Linked DNA regions of Danio rerio: all the other regions are linked to region 3. A link is a contact called in public HiCAR-type data. All regions are on one chromosome and are shown on one strand. The core of a region is the stretch at or near the end of the contact, and the rest is flanking DNA. Distances in the headings are between cores, read along the strand shown. Region 1 overlaps egln1a (egl-9 family hypoxia-inducible factor 1a). Region 2 overlaps LOC100331556 (signal induced proliferation associated 1 like 2). Region 3 holds the start of irf2bp2a (interferon regulatory factor 2 binding protein 2a).

The links. HiCAR-type assays count read pairs that join an accessible place to other places.
Region 1: a HiCAR-type map of caudal fin shows a contact between it and region 3, with 9 times the contacts expected there. The contact joins the enhancer-like site here to the promoter of irf2bp2a in region 3. A contact is called at or near these places in 4 of 18 Hi-C or Micro-C datasets (caudal fin, embryo, hematopoietic stem cells and 1 more) and 2 of 4 datasets of contacts at active chromatin or transcription factors (caudal fin and embryo).
Region 2: a HiCAR-type map of caudal fin shows a contact between it and region 3, with 2.7 times the contacts expected there. The contact joins the enhancer-like site here to the promoter of irf2bp2a in region 3. A contact is called at or near these places in 3 of 18 Hi-C or Micro-C datasets (caudal fin, hematopoietic stem cells and an unstated tissue) and 3 of 4 datasets of contacts at active chromatin or transcription factors (caudal fin, embryo and pancreas).

The regions. Positions count from the first base shown.
Region 1 is chr13:53,034,896-53,037,595 of GRCz12tu, reverse strand. The region is part of intron 5 of egln1a (egl-9 family hypoxia-inducible factor 1a); the gene reads right to left. The region is part of intron 11 of LOC100331556 (signal induced proliferation associated 1 like 2); the gene reads right to left. Among named protein-coding and RNA genes, the nearest start is that of egln1a, 38 kb to the right of the region's middle. Within about 2 kb of position 1,280, at least 6 of the 62 cell types and tissues checked have an H3K27ac peak or open chromatin away from gene starts, as enhancers often do. A contact at or near this core is called in caudal fin, where this site is marked.
Region 2 is chr13:53,118,395-53,121,094 of GRCz12tu, reverse strand. All of the region lies in intron 11 of LOC100331556 (signal induced proliferation associated 1 like 2), which reads right to left. LOC103912043 (a long non-coding RNA gene) reads left to right here. Exons shown (of 5, transcript XR_012388999.1): 3 at 1,658-1,793. Among named protein-coding and RNA genes, the nearest start is that of egln1a, 120 kb to the right of the region's middle. Within about 2 kb of position 1,299, at least 50 of the 62 cell types and tissues checked have an H3K27ac peak or open chromatin away from gene starts, as enhancers often do. A contact at or near this core is called in caudal fin and pancreas, where this site is marked.
Region 3 is chr13:53,263,516-53,266,215 of GRCz12tu, reverse strand. It overlaps irf2bp2a (interferon regulatory factor 2 binding protein 2a), which reads left to right and starts at 1,404. Exons shown (of 2, transcript NM_199981.1): 1 at 1,404-2,355. The coding sequence starts at 1,599. The region is part of intron 11 of LOC100331556 (signal induced proliferation associated 1 like 2); the gene reads right to left. The region is part of intron 1 of LOC141377083 (a long non-coding RNA gene); the gene reads left to right.

The sequences.
Region 1 (2,700 bases), core at 31-2,530, 230 kb after region 3:
TAACAGAGCTGACGGTAACAGAGTTGACGGTAACAGAGTTGACGGTAACAGAGTTGACGGTAACAGAGCTGACGGTAACAGAGCTGACGGTAACAGAGCTGACGGTAACAGAGTTGACAGTAACAGAGTTGACGATAACAGAGCTGACGGTAACAGTTGAAGATAACAGAGTTGATGGTAACAGTTGATGGTAACAGTTGACGATAACAGAATTTACAGTTACAAAGTTATCAAGTAGCAGATTAGACACTTTTTACTATTTTGTGCATTATCTAACGATGCTAACCTCAAACGAGACAAGGCATGTCTAAAATAAAATTGTATGTATTTTCATCATGTTATTTGGACGTCACATTTGTTGATTATCATTCCAGTTTAAGGAAAATGAATAGAAAATGTTTGTGTACCTTAAGTGTCTGAAAACATTGCATTAATTTTGCGATAAAGCATGTTAAAGTGATATTTCAGTTCACCCAATAATTAAAACACACTCACTATTTACTCTCCATCAACTGGTTCCAAACCTTTAAGACTTTCTTTATTCAGTTAAACACAAGAGAAGATGGAAGCTGAAAACCTGTATTCTTTTGTGTTCAACAGAATAAATAAACTCAAACAGTTTTGGAACAAATTAGTAAATGACAGAAATTTCAGTTTTGTATGAACTACCCCTTTAATGTTGCTAAAAATGTGGGAATATCCGTCCTGTGTGAACATTAGTAAAACTCAATAAAGAGCCGCAGGCTGACTTCAACTTTGACCCACTTCTGAAGGATTTCACTGGGTTTGTTCTGGTTTACTCAGACTTTTAATCGAAGTTCAACTGAAGTGATCTTTAAGAGACAGTTTACCCAAAACTTTCAATATTATTTTATGAACTTTCATGAATGTCTTTCTTGTGTTGAACACAAAACAAGATATTCTGAAGAATGTATAGATACAAGCAGCCGATGACATCTATAGTAGACCAAACAGAAGTCAATGGCAGTCATTTCCCCACAACATTCAGCATTCAATATCTTTATCTGTATTTAAAAATAATAACAGGTTGGAAGGGTGATTAAATGGTGACAGAGTTTTTCTTTTAGGGTGAACTGTCCCTTTAAAACTCATATTTAATTCAGTTTATCTTGAGTTTGACAATAAATCTAAAATATATTCATGAAAATGTTGGGAATCGAACTGGTATTGAAAGGAATTTTCCTAAAATCATCACCAGTATTTGTCATGCAGGCCTGATATTGATTTTAAACTCAGATCAACATTGCCCCCTAGTGCACGACTCTGGTCATTATTAGTAAACAGAAAGCTGACTGTGCAAATCTCGCATTTCAATGAATTTATTGTATTGTCAGATTTGGTTGTTGAATCACAGTCAGTCACGTCTTTAAATTATTCACATTTTGCACATAGACATTAATGTTATTTTTTTAGGTTATTTGTGTATTTATGTACTTTGTATAATTTCTGTTTATCATTAAATATTTGTCCACCTGTAAATATGTTTTGATTTATGAATAATTATCTGTTTGTAAATAGTTATTTGAGAGCGTAATATTATTTGTATTGAAAGTAGTAAACAAATTATTTATAAATGTTTATGTATAAATGTCTATTTACAAATATTTGTTTATATATATATATATATATATATATATATATATATATATATATACATACATATACATATACATATATATATATATTCTTGAAATTTTTTTTCGCCAAATATTTATTTATTTATATGTTTGTAAATAATTATTTGAGATCATTTGAAATGGAAAACATATATAATAATAATTTAAAAATATATATTAAAAATATTTTATAAATGGCAACCTACAAATATTTAGCCCATTTGTTTTTTAAATATTTGTTTATTTATCTATTTGTTAATATATTTGAGATAGTTTAGTGTTGAAAAATATTTGTCTTGAATATAATATAATTATGCATGTATGTTTATCTATAAATTTACATTTCTTTACAGATATATTTTAATTATCTGTTTCTCAATATATTTGAGATAGCTTTAGAGAGTAAAAGTATTTATCTTGAAAATAATTTTTTTTTAAAGAAGTTTATCTATATACATTTAGCTTATCTTTTCCTATAAAATATTTGCTAAATCATCGGTGTGTTAATAATTATTTGAGATAATTTGAATTGGAAAACAAACATAATATAATATAATATAATATAATATAATATAATATAATATAATATAATATAATATAATATAATATAATATAATAATGCATATATGTTTATATAAATATGCATTTATTTACAAATATTTGTTTACATGTATAATTGAAATATTCTCTGTAGACTGGTCTGTTTTGTTTAGTTGCAATTTTTTTTCCCAAGTGATGTATAACAGAGCAAAGTAATGTTTCAAAGCATTTTTATCTCTCTATATATATGGAAAATAATAAAAAATCTAAAATCGCTCTGGTTAATATTATTATAGATTTTTCTCTCGATTGTCTACAGTAGGGGTGACCAGGATCTACCTTCCTGCATATTTCAGTTGCAACCCATATCAAACACACCTGCCTGTAATTATCAAGTGCTGTTCAGGTCCTAGTTAATTGGTTCAGGTGTGTTTGATCAGGGTTGGAGCTGAGCTCTGTAGGAAGGTAGATCTAAGATCTAAGAGGAACAGGGTTGAGCAGCCCTGGTCTACAGAACAAATCA
Region 2 (2,700 bases), core at 50-2,549, 150 kb after region 3:
GCAAACTGAAATTAAATGTTTTAATTAAATGTTGTGAATGAATCAGATTAAATAAATAAAAAAAATAAAATAAATAAATACAGTCACTTGATGGATAGCGAACATTGCAGAAGACATTAGCAAGCGACGAGGTAAAGTGTGTTTTTTAGTGTTATCAATGGGATCGTTCATGTTTTTTAGTGTCAGACATTCATTCATGATAAAATCTACAACAAATGTATCATTATTAATACAATTAAAGTATTTTAAATGTAATGAATTATAGTATTAATTAAATTATATAATGAATTATTATAATAAATTAGGAAATTATATTGACAACTTTACAGTTTGGTAAATTTACCTCCAGCCAACCACCTGCAAAAGTTTGGGCACCCCTGTCCTAGAGAAATGAAATATTAAATGAGAAAACAGTGGGCGTGGCTTTTTTTTTTTTTTTCTGCAAGCTGATTGGATGTAGTGAAGTAGGCATTTCATTCAGAAAGATGGAGAAAAGGGTTTGGGGAGAGAGTTATTACAGCCTAACCAGCCTGATCTCATGTGGAAATTTAAGTATTTTACGTTTTGTCAGTTTAGTGGTTAATTTATATGAATTCGTAAGACTAAAATGTACGATTTTAAAAAGGAGGCGTGGCACCCAACCCCACCCTTACCCCAACCGTCATTGGGTGATGAGCAAATCGTACTAAATTGTACGCATTAGATTGTACGAATTCATACGAATTAGCCACTAAATCAAAAAGTTACGAATTGCCGCGAGATTGCGTTGGCCTAACAGATCCCTCCTGCTCACCATTTTTGTTTGTTGTCAAAACTGACAGCTGGAGGGGCGTGGTTAAGTATGTTAGCCATGCCCACTACCTCAGACATACCTAGGCCCTATCCCAATTCCACCTCTTAGCCCTTCCCCTTACCCCTACCCCTGGTTTGCGTGTTCATGTCAAGGGGTAGGGGTGTCCCAATTCTCTTTAACTTAAAGGCGTAGGGCTGAGGGGAAGGGGTAGAAAAATAGAAATGGGACTGGGCCCTAATCTGAGAGTTGAAACAAGCAGGAAGTGCATTTTCAGATTTCTATTTAAGATTACAAGGGCAAACCATTAATTTTTTCATCATGACATGCACAGATGAATTGTTCAGCACAAAACTAGCCATGTGCGCTGACTAAATCAATATGGTTAGTTTTGATTTCATGTGTACTTTAAATAAGTAGTTTAAACAAGCAGGGGGTTTGCCTGCCCCTCCCAACCGCCTGCACACTGCAGGCTTTTCACGGTCGCATGGGTGTCCTCTCTCTCTCTCTTTCTCATATTCCAGTCACGAACGCCTCTTCCCCTCCACCCCTCTGTGCACTGTCAGGTCACCCGCTTGTTTGTTCAGATGGAAATGTAGAGGAAATGAAACGAATGCTCTGAGCTGGGCTTAACCCTTCGCTGAGATCAGCCGTCTGTCCGACAGAATAACCCACATCTAATAATAACACGCGCACACACACCCCCCCCACTGCACTGCTTTGTCAACATTCACGCAGTTGACCTTGTTTGCTTGTGTTTCTGGCCTCATTGTGAAGGCATTTCAAAGAAACAGAGTCGTTTGTACTCGTAATCTTTCATCAGAATAACAACGTGATAATCTGATCGGCTGCTACTTTCCATTTCAGCTGACTTCATCAAGATCAAGGCATGGGTGGGGAAAAGACAAGATCATGTGAGGATCGAGGGATCAAGGGTGACGGTTTGGATGGTGGAGCAGTTTGCCCCTGCTGGCCGGTGCTGGAACTGCACATTAAACCATGAGTAAACATAAGAATGGTTTTGCATTATTTCTGTGCATCATTTAATTGAATATATTTTGCTCTTGTTTTTCAGACTGTTGGAATTAAATTATTATTTAATTAATTTAATTAATTCATTTATATATTGGCTGAATATTCGGTTCCACTCAAATTCAGACCAAATAAACTTGTATATCCAGTGCAGGCTCGTAGCCAGGGGTGGTTTGTGTGGTTTGAAAGACCCACTCCTCACTGACAAAGGTCCAGATTTTGTATTTTGACTGCTGCACCTTTAGAAATAGTGAAAAAACCCATTGAAAAAGGCTTAAAGAGTAAGCGGAATCCTCTGTCGGCTGTCACTTCAGTGTGACTTTAGCTAAACAGTTTTGGCCAATGCTAACTATTATTCTTCATGAGTCCAGCAATCTGCCTAAAGGGAAGTCATCTTTCACGCATGTCTTGTTGTTAAATAGAAAAAAAAACATTCAATAAATAACTTTTATTGTAAATCTTGGACCTTATTCCTGAAATAAAAATGAGCAGTAAAAGGTGTGAAGCACCAAAAGCGGGCCATATTAAGTTAATTTTTAATTCTATTGTTGACTATTGTTGTTGTCATCTCTCAATTTTCAAATGTACTTCTTTTATTTTTTTGACATGATAGGCTAGAACAAGCGTGAAGCTCTATATTATTATTAAGGTTATTATTATGTTTTAATTATTCAAATGAACACATTCTGACTGAGGAGAGCTGAATGCGCTGCTCAGTGTGTTATCTGCCTGAATGACAGCAGGCTGCAGTGTTTCATTTAAAACTTTACAGATTCTTATTTTTTACTAATGACATATGATGTAATAAATGTAGTAATGAAAAAGTTGAAATTAAATTGTAAATATATTGTAATAATTAAGTATTTTTTCATATTTAT
Region 3 (2,700 bases), core at 155-2,654:
AAAAATTAAAAACTGCTTTTATTCTTGCCGAAATAAAACAAAGAGGACTTTCTCCAGAAGAAAAAATATTATAGGAATTACTGTGAAAAATTCCACGCTCCATTAATCGTCGTTTGGGAAATATTTAAAGGAGAAGCAGGAGGCTGAATAATGGTGACTTCAACTGTACATGCGCTCTGGCTGCGGGCCAACAGATTTGCTGTTGGTTGAGAAGGGCGAGGCGAGCTGTGGGTACGTGACTAAACATCTCGCTTCCTCTTTTTAACGTCACGAGGGCTTGCACAAACACATCCTGCCTTGTGTCTGCAGATTTCAGACGCATTGCTTCACCCATAGAGCCCTGGAGCTGCACTCAGCTGGAACCAATCCAACACAGAAAAGGGAAGGACCTACAACGCTATTTGTTGGTTCTTCTCCCACTGTGGACTTTGTGTACTCAGTGACCAGACAGGATCATATAACCTGTAGAACCACGATCAGAAAAGCAGAGTGTGTGTGTGTGTGTGTGTGTGTGTGTGTGTGTGTGTGTGTGTGTGTGTGTGTGTGTGTGTGTGTGTGTGTGTTCAGTGTGGGGATTAATGAAAGCTTGAATGTGTGATTTCACAAGTGTGATGAAATGTAATGTACAGTACATGCCCAGGGCTTTTATTATTGTGGGTTGATGTGTGGTGATTTTGTGCACTTCAGAAGGGGAATGTGGGGGGAGATCCAGATATATTTGACTTTAATACATGGACATAAACTCATCTGAATTTACTTTACACCAGCAAGAGGTGAAATATTAATACAAGTTAGTAAAAATGTTTACATTATAAATAATGAACTCATTATTTAAACTATTTTTATTTAATCCAAATCAACTCTGGCCCACTATAAAGGTCTAATGCTCGGACAAAGAAGTAAATAAATAACCAGACCTTTTGTCCCAGTCGTTCGTGATTAATAAATGTTTCATGAAGCGCTTTGTAACCGACGACAGAAAGTGTATATCCACACTAACAGTCCCGTGCCAGTAAATGAGTTTCCTCATATTATTTTCCATGTTTTCCCCGATGTCAGGAACCGTGTTCGGCTTTAAAGAGTAGATGTGACCGCTCGCCGTTCCCTCCGGCGTGAAAGAGTCTGGCTGATTTGCATATAAGCTCCTCGTACGTCAGCGCGTTTAAAGAGAACTTTCGACTCTCGGAGATGTGTGTGTGTGTGTGTGTGTGTGTTTTCTTCTCTTCTTTTTTTCCAGCTCGTCTCTGATATCGAAAGCTCTCCGCGTCGCAGCTCTGGCCTGGATTCAGCACAGTTAAATAAAGGCAGCGCGCGCGGGAGGGAGGGGGAGCCGACAGCGCATGCGCCGCAGGGGCTGTTCTGTCGAAGAATCAAGTAAATAGACGCGGAGCGGCGGTGACGTCACTGCTCCACATTGAGCTCCAGCCTGGCCGCGGTAGTAGTGAGTGAGAGAGACCGAGCGCGCGTCGTAGTAAAGCACGCTACTATGAAGTTCTGTTTGTAACTTAATTATTACTTGCGCTACCTTGTTTTTCCCCAGCATCATTCCACACAGGATTGTGCCGTATTTCGGAGGGTTTTTCGCCCGAGAGAGAGCGATGTCGTCCGCGGCGGTTGCTGCTTCGAGGAGGCAGTCGTGTTATTTATGTGACTTGCCCCGCATGCCGTGGGCTATGATCTGGGATTTTACCGAGCCCGTTTGCAGAGGATGTGTCAACTACGAAGGAGCCGACAGGATCGAGTTTGTCATTGAAACAGCCCGGCAGCTCAAAAGAGCGCATGGATTTCAGGACGGCAGACCGGCGGGGCCGGGCAAACAGTTACCGGGGAAGGAGATCCACGCGTCGGGAGACCCGGGCTCGCGCCCGCCGCAGCCGCTGGATCGCTACCCGCTCTCCTCAGAGCGTCCGCCCAGATTGGGAGCCGAGTATCAGTCTGCGAGACAGGCGAACGGCATCCCAGTGCCTAACGGATTCTCAAAACCCGACGATCCTCCGGAGCTCAACCGCCAGAGCCCGAACCCGCGCAGGACTAGCGGCGTGCCGCCCAATTTAGTGCCTTTAGTGAACGGCAGCATGGCGCACGCGATGAACGGCAGACCGGGGCAGATGTCAGATCTCGGAGGGAATAAGCGACCGGCGTCGGTCTCCAGCACGGAGCACGACAAGGACAAGCACAGACCGGACAGCCTGACGCCGGAGATCAGCGACGGCCACAAGACGCGCGCCGACGACTGGCTCAACAAGAACAAAACCGTGCGGGAGCTGATGACGCTCAACCCGTACGACGGCAGATTCAAGAAGGAGCACATGCAGCAGAGGGTCATGTACGAGACTGGTCCTGCATCCAAATCAGGTATGCTATTATTTGTGTTCAGGCGTGCTGCATTTATTTGTTTTTAAAGCTGGATAGACGTAGAAAGGATCAATAACAGTGACTATTTAGTGTACAACCTAGGTGTGTGTTCTTTATTGCAAGCTGGATGGACTGGAGATTAAAGCAGATCTGATTAACTTGTGTGTGTTTATTCACACATGCAGTGCAGTGCTAGCTTTGAATGAGAGCTCTATGGCATGAGTCAGCTGCGAGAGCAGAAAATTTCCGCTGATCAAAGCTCAACGTGTGTTTGCATGTGGTGCATTTGCAGGCAGCCTCATTGTTGCGTCTGGCACTACAATGCATCACTGCGTCTGCCACATT